3 separate regions of the Zea mays genome follow, and regions 1 and 2 are each linked to region 3. A link is a contact called in public Hi-C data. All regions are on one chromosome and are shown on one strand. The core of a region is the stretch at or near the end of the contact, and the rest is flanking DNA. Distances in the headings are between cores, read along the strand shown. Region 1 overlaps LOC103641836. Region 2 holds the start of LOC103164614 (Putative RING zinc finger domain superfamily protein). Region 3 holds the start of LOC100381550.

Region 1 (3,489 bases), core at 141-2,640, 140 kb before region 3:
TTTGCCAAGGAAAGCTGAGAGACTATATGCCCCACCTGTTTCAAATCTTCTGGCTGTTTCCTTGAGTTTCTTATCCAGATTTAGGGACAACTAGTAGGCACTATAGAGTTCCAAGCATCCAACACCACCTCCTAAAAACCTTCCATTCTTGTCCAGAAAGATTCAAAGTGGAACCTTTTCTTGCCAAAAGTATTGTCCTTCAGCCCTAGAATCAGAGGACAATGATCTGAATCTTGGGAAGAAGACATGGGCAGGAGCACATTTGGGAAGAAGGCTTCCCAATCAGCAGAACAAAGAACTCTATCCAACTTCACAAGCACCGGGTTATCTTGCTGATTTGACTAGGTGAATTTTCTTCCATGTAACTGAATTTCTCTAAGGGCAAGATTGCTAATCAGAGTCCTAAAGCAACCCATCATGGCTCTGTTGAGGTTGGAGTTGTTTTTGTCACTAGTCTTATAGATTAGATTTAAATCTCCTGCTACCACTCAAGGTCCAACACAAGCTGCCCTGACATTTCTCAGTTCTAGGAGAAAAAGAATTTTCTCAGCATCCCCCTAGGGCCCATATACACAAGTTAACCACCACGGTTGTCCATCCTGTCTGCAGAACTAACCCCATCAGTGCTTCAGGATTAACTCCATCAGATTCCTTGATTATATGCAGAGCCCCCATAGCCTTCCTAGAAGACCTGTTGCGCCATTCTTGCATGGAAAATTCGACGCCAATCCCAGCAACGCGCCTACTGCGTCGAGGCACAGTCATAGTCTGAGAATTCAGGTTCCTCTGTTCAGCCCTAGGCGTTGGAAGAAGATGTGCAGACCTCTTGTTGATCCTGCTAATGAAGGTTGATGGATCGACCAGAGGTACTGAGATGTCTGTGATCAAACTGCTTGTACCATCCGCCATGTCCAGGATGGGAGCCCCAACACTCGAGGGGTTAGGGGCCACTTGTATCTCCTGAGTTGGTCCACCTTTTCTTCTTGAGTAAACTTTGAGCTTGGTTTTACTTGAATGCAGATCAGCTTGCCCAGGAAAGGAACTGGGATCTACAGTAGAAGCTGACTGAATAGCTTGATCACCATCACGGTTCAGTTCTTCAAGAAGAGAATGGTGCGAGGCTGGTACTGTAATCTGCGTCTCAGGCGGCCCAACAGAATGGGGCAAGACCACAGGCGCACAGACCATCTCATACCTTGTTCGGTTATTTATTGAATGAGATTAGAAAAAATTTAAAAAACTTTGCCTTATTTGAGATTTAAACCCACTCAATCTCACTCAATCCACATGAATTGAGAGCTAACCGAACAAGACCTCAGACGGCCTAATGTCAGATCCATGTCCCGTCTCCGGCGGCCCAAGAGCGGACCCAGAGGGTGGGACAACGGGGACAAGAGGGGCCAGCAGTAGGGGCGATCTTGGCCCAAACGATTCCAGCGGTCCAGTCACCAAGGGCTGGGGCGAAATCGGCCTGGGGGGATCAGCGACCCGATCGTGCCATTCACACTGTCTGCAGTTCCACCTCTAGGGAACTGTTCGTCTTCCTCCCGGCCAGCGGCATCAGGAAGCCGCGGCAGCCCCAAATCTTCTGTCAGGATCTCCTTTGCCCCGCGCCCTTCAGGAAGATTGATTGCTCCGGCGGTGCACCCAAAAGAACCGGGGGTGATGAGTCCGATTCCCCAGGAGCACGCGAGACTCCCCCCTTCCATGCGGCGGCTGTGGTCCAAGCCGGAGGTGAACCGACCACCGCCTGTCAGGGAACCGTCCGGACGCCAAGAATGAGGATCCGCCGATCCCGCTCGTCGTGATCATCAAAGTCCCTAGGAAGATGACCGTCCGCCGGAAGGAAAGGAGGCCAGGACCTCAAGGCAGCGTCCGTATTATCCGCGAGAATTACATTGACACTGATACCATATGATAGAGATCTCCTCTCTTCAACCTGCAACCCTTTTTCCAATATGTGAAGCGCCAATTTCCGTTGTAATATTGCTGGATCAAAGCACCACGCTCGCACCACGTAGGATGAAAGATCTTTCTTCATCAGGGTATCTGGATGAACTTCTTCAATGCAATATGAGTCCATTAGGATGACCTCCGCCGAGGAACGAAACCAGGCATGTTCTGGGATCCCTCAGATCACCACATCCACTAAATGCGACATGCAAGACGAGGAAGCATGCAAAAATCTAGACCATCTTTTGAACAGCAAGCAGAAACGAGGTTCTGTGAACAACTTGCTAATCTTGACCATCTTTTGAACAGCAAGCAGAAATGAGGTTCTGTGAACAACTTGCCAACACGTTGCAATTCCAATTTCACTTTGCTAGATTATCCTTAGTTAATATTGTGCCTTTTCACTTTGCTAGATTATCCTTAGTTAATATTGTGCCTTTTCGTAAAAACTAAAGGAATATTTTTATTTTGGGCCTTTAGTTTCCATAATCTTTTTATTAAGGTTGGGTACATCTAGGTGAATTAAGCCAGTGTAACGTGACTTCACAAAGAATTGTCCATCTACTCACATATTACATCGAAATCCATCTTGTTCATCCGATAGAACTACATCAGCAAGTCGTGGAGTTAGATCGTTCCACACTACTAATTTATGTCCTATCAGATCTCTACACCAAGACAAATTCAAAGGCGAAGTGTTGAAGATGTCAGCCACACTCACATGTTTATGTCTAGCTATATGGTACAAACAAGGGTATTGGTCACGTAGGCTCGATGTACCCAACCAGATGTGCTCCCAGAACCTAAACTGAGAACCATTCCTTATTGTGAAAGTCCCAAACCTCAAAAAGTAATCTTTCACTTCCATTAATCTAGCCCAAAAATAGGAATCCCCTGATTTCCAAAAGGCTTGGGAGAGTGGTTTCGTATTCAAGTATTTATTGCAGATCAGTTGTTGCCAAGTTCCATCAGATGTCAAAAGTCTATAAAGTCATTTACTTAGCAAAGCCTTGTTTTGAATATCTAGGTCCCTAATTCTTAAGCCTCCTTGATCTTTGGGTTGGCACATAATGTTCCATTTTGCTAGACAGTATTTCTTCTTCTCTTCTTAGTGCCAAAAAAAATCTCGACCGGAAATATAAAAGGAAAGAAGGAAGCAGGAATAATTCAACCTTCCATTTGCATTTGGAAAACAAGATACCAGACATTTTGTTATCCATATGCAGGAGAGTGGTGTTACACTCCTCGGTAAGCTACGCGTACACCATGCTGACACAAATAGCAACTTGTGAGAGAAGACATCCCTACTATAGTACTATATGTTGACTTGATATAGGCAAGTTACAATTCTCAATAGAGAACATTAATGAAATAGTTTGTTTTTTTGGGGTACAAGGCAATCAAAGGGCGAATATTGTAGAGAGAATTGGGATGAATTTGAGGAAGTCCAATTCTTATTAGCATACATTACAAATCAAATTCAAGAGTCACATCTAGTCGTACAACAACAGTGACTTTTGTGTATCTTATTGATAT
Region 2 (3,380 bases), core at 458-2,957, 160 kb after region 3:
TTAAGATTCAACACTTTTTCCAATGGTTACTTTACAAAACAAGTATTAACACTATAATGAGAACATGACCTATATAAACAAGAAAGGAAACCAATAAGAAATAAGAACATGCAAAAGCTTGATTGGGGATCTTAAAGCAGGAAGCACGACTGTTACACATCAAGATAACAAAAGCGCATGGCTCTAACAATGGGAACATTTGACTTTGACGATGATAGCATGGTAGTGATACAGGGATGTTGAGAGAGCTCATGGCGATATAGTCATGGATAGAATAGCAGGTGACAGCAGAGGGGGAAAAAGGAAGGTTGGGACGTGGAAGCAGGTAGACTAGGGGATGGTGTGGTGTGATTAGAAGTATGGGTGTAGGACAAGATCGCAACAGTTGTACTGGAACTGGATACAGCTAGTCAGATACCAAAAAACAACAGAAGCAGGACAATAAACTAAACTAGGTGAATGTTTTCTTTAAAAATAATGCTTTTCAGAAAAGTTTATCCTAGCCAAATAGGATTGAGGGTTCAAGACAAAAAAAAACAGTTAGCATTGAGCATATTTAGTATGTAACAGCTTGCTTAATTTTGAAGTGCAATATACTGTCGAGTTGTTACAAATGACTTTGTACTTAAAACAATTCAAAACAACATAACCTAGCTTTCACGTTTTCCCAAATCAGCTACTATGTTGTACTGGTAACATCAAACGACAACTTAGAACACATTTCACACATCCCAGAGTTACAGGTAAATATAACATCAAATTATAAATCTTATCACTCTTAAGCTGAAGTTTACTATCAGTGACAACTCCAGTGCTGGCCAGAAGGCCCTATTACCCCTACTGGTCCACAATAACTTTTGCCACCACCATACCTGCGGCGTACAAAAGTACGGTTGTCATATGAAAAAATGGCGGCTTCGCCTCACCTGCTTATCCCCTCTAGAGATAGCTCCACGAGACAGCGCTACCAGGCCGGTGCAGACCTGCCTTCAGCGCGTTAGGGTTGAGATTCGTCTACGCCGCGACAGAATGGAGAAGAACAACAGCGGTCCCATCGCATCGTATCGGACGGAGATGGAAAGGAGCGCAAAAGCCGCGGAGAAGGACCGCGGCGTGGAGGAAGAGGAAACGCTGTGACGGGGAGGCGATTGGGAGAGGACGCGAAATGTGGCGACACAGCCCAAAACTCATGGAATTCGCAGTTGGAAACCCTAGCACGTAATAATCTGACGACATCGACAGAGATTACCTTGATTTTTCTTCTCCCGATCTGATGGCGAAACGCACGATCCCCAAATCGTGCGAATCTGGAGCGATCCGGGGAGGGGGGCCCGAATCAGGAGGACGGCGGCTGCAAAGCCTGCAATAGCCGCCTGCTCCAAACGTCCTTCCTCTCCGATCTCTCCCCTCTATCTCTCTCTGGTGGTCAGTTTGAGTTTGAAATCTACTGTATCATCGCCGCCCCTCTCCTTGCGTTTCCGCTGCCGCCTGGGATCAGGTAATGGGTTGGGTTTTGGTGGGCTCCATATGGGAATCGGTGGGCCTATGGGTGAATCCGGCTGTGTGATACACGACGGTTTCTGGCGTCAAACGTTACGATTGAGGTCAAGAAGAAGGTATGCAGATGCAAGTGTACATGGCAGGGAGGAACATGCTGACGCACGTAGGCACGCCCAACCAGGCCCTGTTGTCATCGCATTTGGCCCGTGGGCCTGTGGAACAGCTTCTCCGAGGCGACTCTAGTGCCTTTCGGATTTTTTTTTCTTGCAAGTATTTTTTACGAGACCGGGTATCACAGTGCAGTGAGTGCACATTTATTCCTACAAACGCATCTTCAAATAACTAAATCTATACTACCTATTAAGAGTGTAATAGTAGTCTGCCTCCTGCCGTTCTACCATTCTGCCATCCTGCAACCTCAACCGTCCATTCCATTGTTCTGCAATTTCAACCGTTCGATCACCAGCCGCTCGATCCCCCACCGCCGCCAGTCGTCCGATCCCATCGCCCGATCCCCGCCCCGGAGGTTGGAGATGCGAGGGATGGCCCCTGCCCCGGTGCCCCCCACCCCCGTTACCCTCGTCCGATCCTCTTCCTTCCCCGCAGTCTCCGATCCGCCCGGCTTCACCAAATCCACCCCTCCCCACGCAACAGCCACCGACCGTGTTCGCCGCCCCACCTCCTCGCCTGGCGTCCGTGTTGCTCGCCGCCCTGGAAGGGACGCGTTCACAAGAGGCAAGGTCGTGCCCCCGCCCGCCCCCGCGCAACCGCCGCGGCGCTCGACGTGTGGACGTCCGAGCCGGCGCCCGTGCAGGAGCGGCGCCGGAAGCTGCTCCAGATGCTGGGGCTCGCCGGGGACCCCGCCCTGGCGCGCCTCGAGATGGGCCGATCGGTCTCCTACGACGACGGGCCTGTGCCCGTCCGCTCGGCGCCGGCCTCGCTGCCCATCTCCCGATCCAGATCAGACGACGGCGTCGTGCCAGCCTCGGCGACCAAGCCGCCGCTGGGAGGGCGGTCGCCGGGCTCCTCCGAGGCCACGCAAGTTCATGCGAGGCAGAGAGACGGGAGCAATATCCAGGATGATTCGGGCGAGCGCCTCACGTCCGCGGTTGTTGGGAGCTTCGCTCACCATCTCGTGCTCGCCTTTTACTCCGCTCATTCACCGGTAATGGGGTCGACGGCGTGGATCAAAACCGCCTGGGTGCCTTGGCATCATTCAACCGCCGCCGAGCTCCATCGACAACAAACTCGAGCGGCCCCGCCTCAAGTCTCCGTCAGCGGACCCGGTCGTGCAGATCGTAGGGAACTTCGCCCCCATCGGTGAGCAGTCGCCGACTTCATCTCCAACGACCCTGGCGAAGACAGGTGACACCAGAGCGCGAGTCACAGAGATCTCCATCATCACCGTGTCCGACAGCAGGGTCTCATGCCTCCTGTTTGGGACCAGAAAGGCATCGTTCCTCTTGGAGGTGCCGCTCGGCGTCGCTGTCTCGCTCTTCGATAAGGGCCATAGCGGGGGTCACACCGTTGATATCTGCGTCGTGATCCTGCAGCGCCTGAATCCTGTCGTACACGCCCGCTAGGGTGAACTGGATCCTGTTGTGATTGAAGGGTACCAGGTGAGTGGTGTCCCTAGCGGGTAGCTGATGTCCACCACCAAGACGGTTGTCCCCTTCTCCTCTGTCTTACTGCCTCCGCATCTGCTTCTATAAAATTTCAGATGCAAGTACGTCGTTTAGATTTATCACTTCATTGATTAATTGATTGAATCAGAGCTCCAAACATCCTTCAACCTAATGCTTGCACACATCAAGCTGTCGCTTCTTTTTCCTAGCTATCCACGCTGAGTGCTAACATTATCTTTTTATTCATTGTTTGGT
Region 3 (3,867 bases), core at 1,247-3,746:
TTCCTGTCGTCAAGATAAATTCAACAGAAATGAAGAATTAATTATGCACAGGTACCAGAGGAAGTTACGTGGACTGAATATCAATTTCCAAAGATTGCAACAGATGATAGTACAAGCTACAAGCATTGAAATTGTATGGCAAGCAGTTACCTTCATAATTTGTGCATATGGATGCCTTTTTTGTGCTTGTGCATGATGACATTCATCAAATATCAATAGTGCAATTAAGTCCATCCTGATGAAACAATGCCGCAAATTGTGCAATAATATTTGAGGGGTCATTACAAGGACCTGAAGCGGCAGAGAAAGCAGCACAAGTTAGGAGGAAATAGTTTATGTGTAAGAAACAATGTTGGTACAGATAGATTATGTTTGCCCAAAGTTGGGTGCAAAAGTTGATATAAATAGATTATGTTTGCCCAAAGTTGTGTGCTCACATAACTGTTGCTCAAGAATCAGAACAGTGGTTCAAAATGGTCAGAGACTAAACACGTCTGTCTGATTTTTCCAAAACATATCAAGTATTATAGCATTATTAATTTATGCTAAGCCACTAAAAATATTCAAAACTAGATTATCAGTGGTCACTTGGCAGCTTCCAGCAAAAAGAACATAGAGCAAACCATACCTCATATTCTCCCATCTCTTTCTCCCATGCCTGGTGATCTCTAGAGTGTTTACCACTTCCATAGTAACGTTGAACTTTAAAATTTGTGGAATCTGCAATCACCATTGCTTGCTACAAAATACAAATACAGGAAAAGAGCACTGACTAAGCATGTAAATGTGCACCTGGTACCGAAAGATGTGGTTACAAACATCCATAAACAAATAAGGGGTGTGCTCATAAAAAAATTGATCACATGACTTCATCCCCACCAAAAAAGAATATAGATATAGTGAGAAGAGCAGGGAGCTATTCTACCTGACGGACAAGGGGTATGGTCGGTGCGAGGAAGACGCAGACCTCGCGGCTGGGTTTGCGGATGAGGTGACCAAGCTCATACATGAGTAACACGGCAATGTGTGTCTTCCCACATCCCGTTCCAAGATACACTATGATGTTCTCATCGACTGCCCTCTTGCAAAGATCCAGCTGATATCTAAATACCAAAAGCTAGCAAACCATTAGTGTTTTGTCCATACTCCCAGTATTATTTGAAAGAAATAGAGAAAATCCTTGGTTAACAAAAGCTATAAGGTAATGCAGCAGAGTGACGCTAATTTGTCTGACAATATTTTAAGGAAAAAAACACTTAGGTCTCACACTGCTACATGCAGCAAGCCTGTTCGCTTGGATTTAAACCGGCTTCTACTGCTTCTACAATATTTTTGTCTCTATATAGGGCCTGTTTGGTTGGGTTGTGGCCGTGAAAAAAATGTTGTAGGTTATGAGCCGTGGAAAAAGCTGTTGCGGGCTTTGAGCTGTTAAAAAGCTAAAAACCTTTTGGTGGAAACCACTAAAAACCGTTAAAAGTTATTCGATATATGTTTTTAAAATTCCATCCGAAAGCCACTAAAAGCAGATTCAGGGGTGCTTTCAGTTTTGCACTACAAAAAAGTCGGCTTTTAGAAAAAAAAACTTCTTCCTGGATCCAGCCCTTTGGTTTGGCTTTTGGCTTTTAGGGGGCAAAAGTTAAAGCCAAAAGCCAAATCAAACACCCATATTGCAGCTGCAGCAGTCAAAACAGCCGCCTTCACTTCTGCATTGTTCATTTATGCATTGACACGTTCTCCCTTATCTGGCGTGTTGCATTGTCATAAAAGTAATTGCGTAGACAGGTTGTGGACGTGCTTTTAATGTTGAGCAGGCGACCAACAGGACCGAATCCTAGTGATTGAAAGGGATATCACGTTCTCGATCTTCGCAACAGGTGGCTGCAGCCTTTGAGAGCGGCGGCAGGAGTATTCTTACGTATTCCTCGGAATAAACATGTTTTCTGTAACAAAAAATGAATTTTGGTTATACTTAAACGTCTAATTCTACGAGTGCTTTTAGTTCCTGTTGTTTTGGTGAAAATTATTCTCGGACTACCCTAGTGGAGAAGGCGTCCCAATCGCAACTTATACTAACTCTCTCACGAAACGCTTCTGTCAAACAATATAAAAATGGGGAAAATCCGGGCGTGAAAAGTAAGTTTAAATGGCAGGGAGGACAAAAAAACAATCGCGTCTCAGAAACCTGCCTAAAACCTTCACGAACTTCGACAGATGAGCAATACACACAACGAATCTATGGTCTCGCACAAAAATAAACAAAACAAAAATCCATCACTCCCATAGAAACCGCGCAGACAAATATGCCGGCCGGCCCTCCGCGTGAAAATCTAAAAACAGATCAGAAGAATAATAGGAAGGTGCGCTTACTTGCGAGCGATCGTTCTCGGATCCTTGGGTTCGCTCGCGGCCGCGCCGGAGCTCGAGCTCTCAGCCTCGTCCTCGCTCATGGCGGAAGCTTCGAGCGGAAGCGTACGATTGTGGGGGAAAGGAACAGAACCCTGGGAGCTGAGTCTGTCGGAGTCTCGGCGTATGTGGAACGGCCGTGCGCGTTCCCCAAGTTGAGGTAAGCAGAGAGAGAGAGAGAGAGAGAGAGGTGGGAGCACGAGAAGAATAGCTGAATAGACCGGGGCCCGGGGGGCACTGCTGATGGCCGGGGAGGCCGGGTTCACAGGATACCCAAACTGTCTCGCCTGGTTTTCGTGTGCGGGCTGCGGAATTGCGGATCTGCCGCAGGAGGCGTGCGTCAATTGATGCGGTAGGCGAGGGGCGGGTTAGTTGGTGCTGACGCGAATGGCGATCTAGCCCATGGGCCGTGACGAGGTATAAGAGCAAGTACATTGTCTCGTTTTTTTCCTTAAGGCAAGCTCATTTTTTCCATTTTTTATTGGCCCGTTTGTTTTTCTTCATTTTTAAAATTTGAAATCTAACTAATGGAATATGTTATTTTTTTAGAATACAACAGTCCACAACTTTTCAAAGTTTTTATATATAAGTCTATCTCAAATTCATAAGATAATAAATGGAATATAGTTCTATAGATTTACATGCTACTTTTCTAATATATAACTTATAGCACACTCTTCTACTTGCTTGTCTATAGCATAAGCGTGGTGTATAATTGTCTCTCTCATATGATTTAGGATAATATACAAATATATTATATATACAAATATATTAACTCAAGTAGTTTGTGTCTAAATTGTGATTATTAGAATGGAATTCAATTCCAATAAAACAAACGGGCCTAAGGGATTTTTATTTTTCTAACGGCTAGTTTGGCAACCCTATTTGTCCAAAAGATTTTATTTTTCCAAAGAAAATTAGTTCATCTTCCCTTAGAAAATGAGAATCCCTCGAAAAATAGAGTTGCTAAACTAGACCTAAAGGAAACTAGTTTATTTTCTTTTGATAAAATATACTTCGCTTAGAAAAATGGAGTTATCAAACTAGCCCTAAAAATAGTGTTGTAGCTTAGGCTCCAATGGTTCACCCTCCCGGGTCTCTTATTCGTACAATCGTACTTTCGAATTTCTATCCATATTTAAATATTTTCTCCTTTCTCTATTTCACCTCCTCTCCAACTATCCCTCATATTTAACTTCCTTTGTATACTTTAACTGAGTTATTTCTGCTATTTTAAAGCATGAGTTTCCACCATTGTGTATTGTGTGTCTTACATCACGCGCGAAACATGTAGGTCTATTTTTCTCCCCACGCCTTATCTAACAACCATACAATATTTCATCATGTAGTGGGATAAGCACAGCAACAAATGAATAAACTTTTATGCATTTCGTCTCGTCCTATCCTCTTCCCTTCCGAATGTCAACGCAGCCTCGTAACAGTGATCTCACCCTCGACTACGGC

Evidence for each region. Hi-C and Micro-C count contacts between places; a contact is called where the count stands out from the background.
Region 1: a Hi-C map of tassel shows a contact between it and region 3, with 2.4 times the contacts expected there. The contact joins the enhancer-like site here to the promoter of LOC100381550 in region 3. A contact is called at or near these places in 2 of 25 Hi-C or Micro-C datasets (leaf and tassel).
Region 2: a contact with region 3 is called in a Hi-C map of ear, with 2.0 times the contacts expected there. The contact joins the promoter of LOC103164614 here to the promoter of LOC100381550 in region 3. A contact is called at or near these places in 2 of 25 Hi-C or Micro-C datasets (ear and tassel).

What each region holds. Positions count from the first base shown.
Region 1 is chr10:132,490,166-132,493,654 of Zm-B73-REFERENCE-NAM-5.0, forward strand. All of the region lies in intron 13 of LOC103641836, which reads left to right. Among protein-coding and RNA genes, the nearest start is that of LOC103641836, 20 kb to the left of the region's middle. Within about 2 kb of position 1,391, at least 17 of the 20 cell types and tissues checked have an H3K27ac peak or open chromatin away from gene starts, as enhancers often do. A contact at or near this core is called in tassel, where this site is marked.
Region 2 is chr10:132,791,328-132,794,707 of Zm-B73-REFERENCE-NAM-5.0, forward strand. LOC103164614 (Putative RING zinc finger domain superfamily protein) reads right to left here and starts at 1,708. Exons shown (of 9, transcript XM_008665161.3): 1 at 1,250-1,708.
Region 3 is chr10:132,625,578-132,629,444 of Zm-B73-REFERENCE-NAM-5.0, forward strand. It overlaps LOC100381550, which reads right to left and starts at 2,497. Exons shown (of 25, transcript NM_001353555.1): 1 at 2,368-2,497; 2 at 926-1,103; 3 at 629-739; 4 at 151-291. The coding sequence starts at 2,447.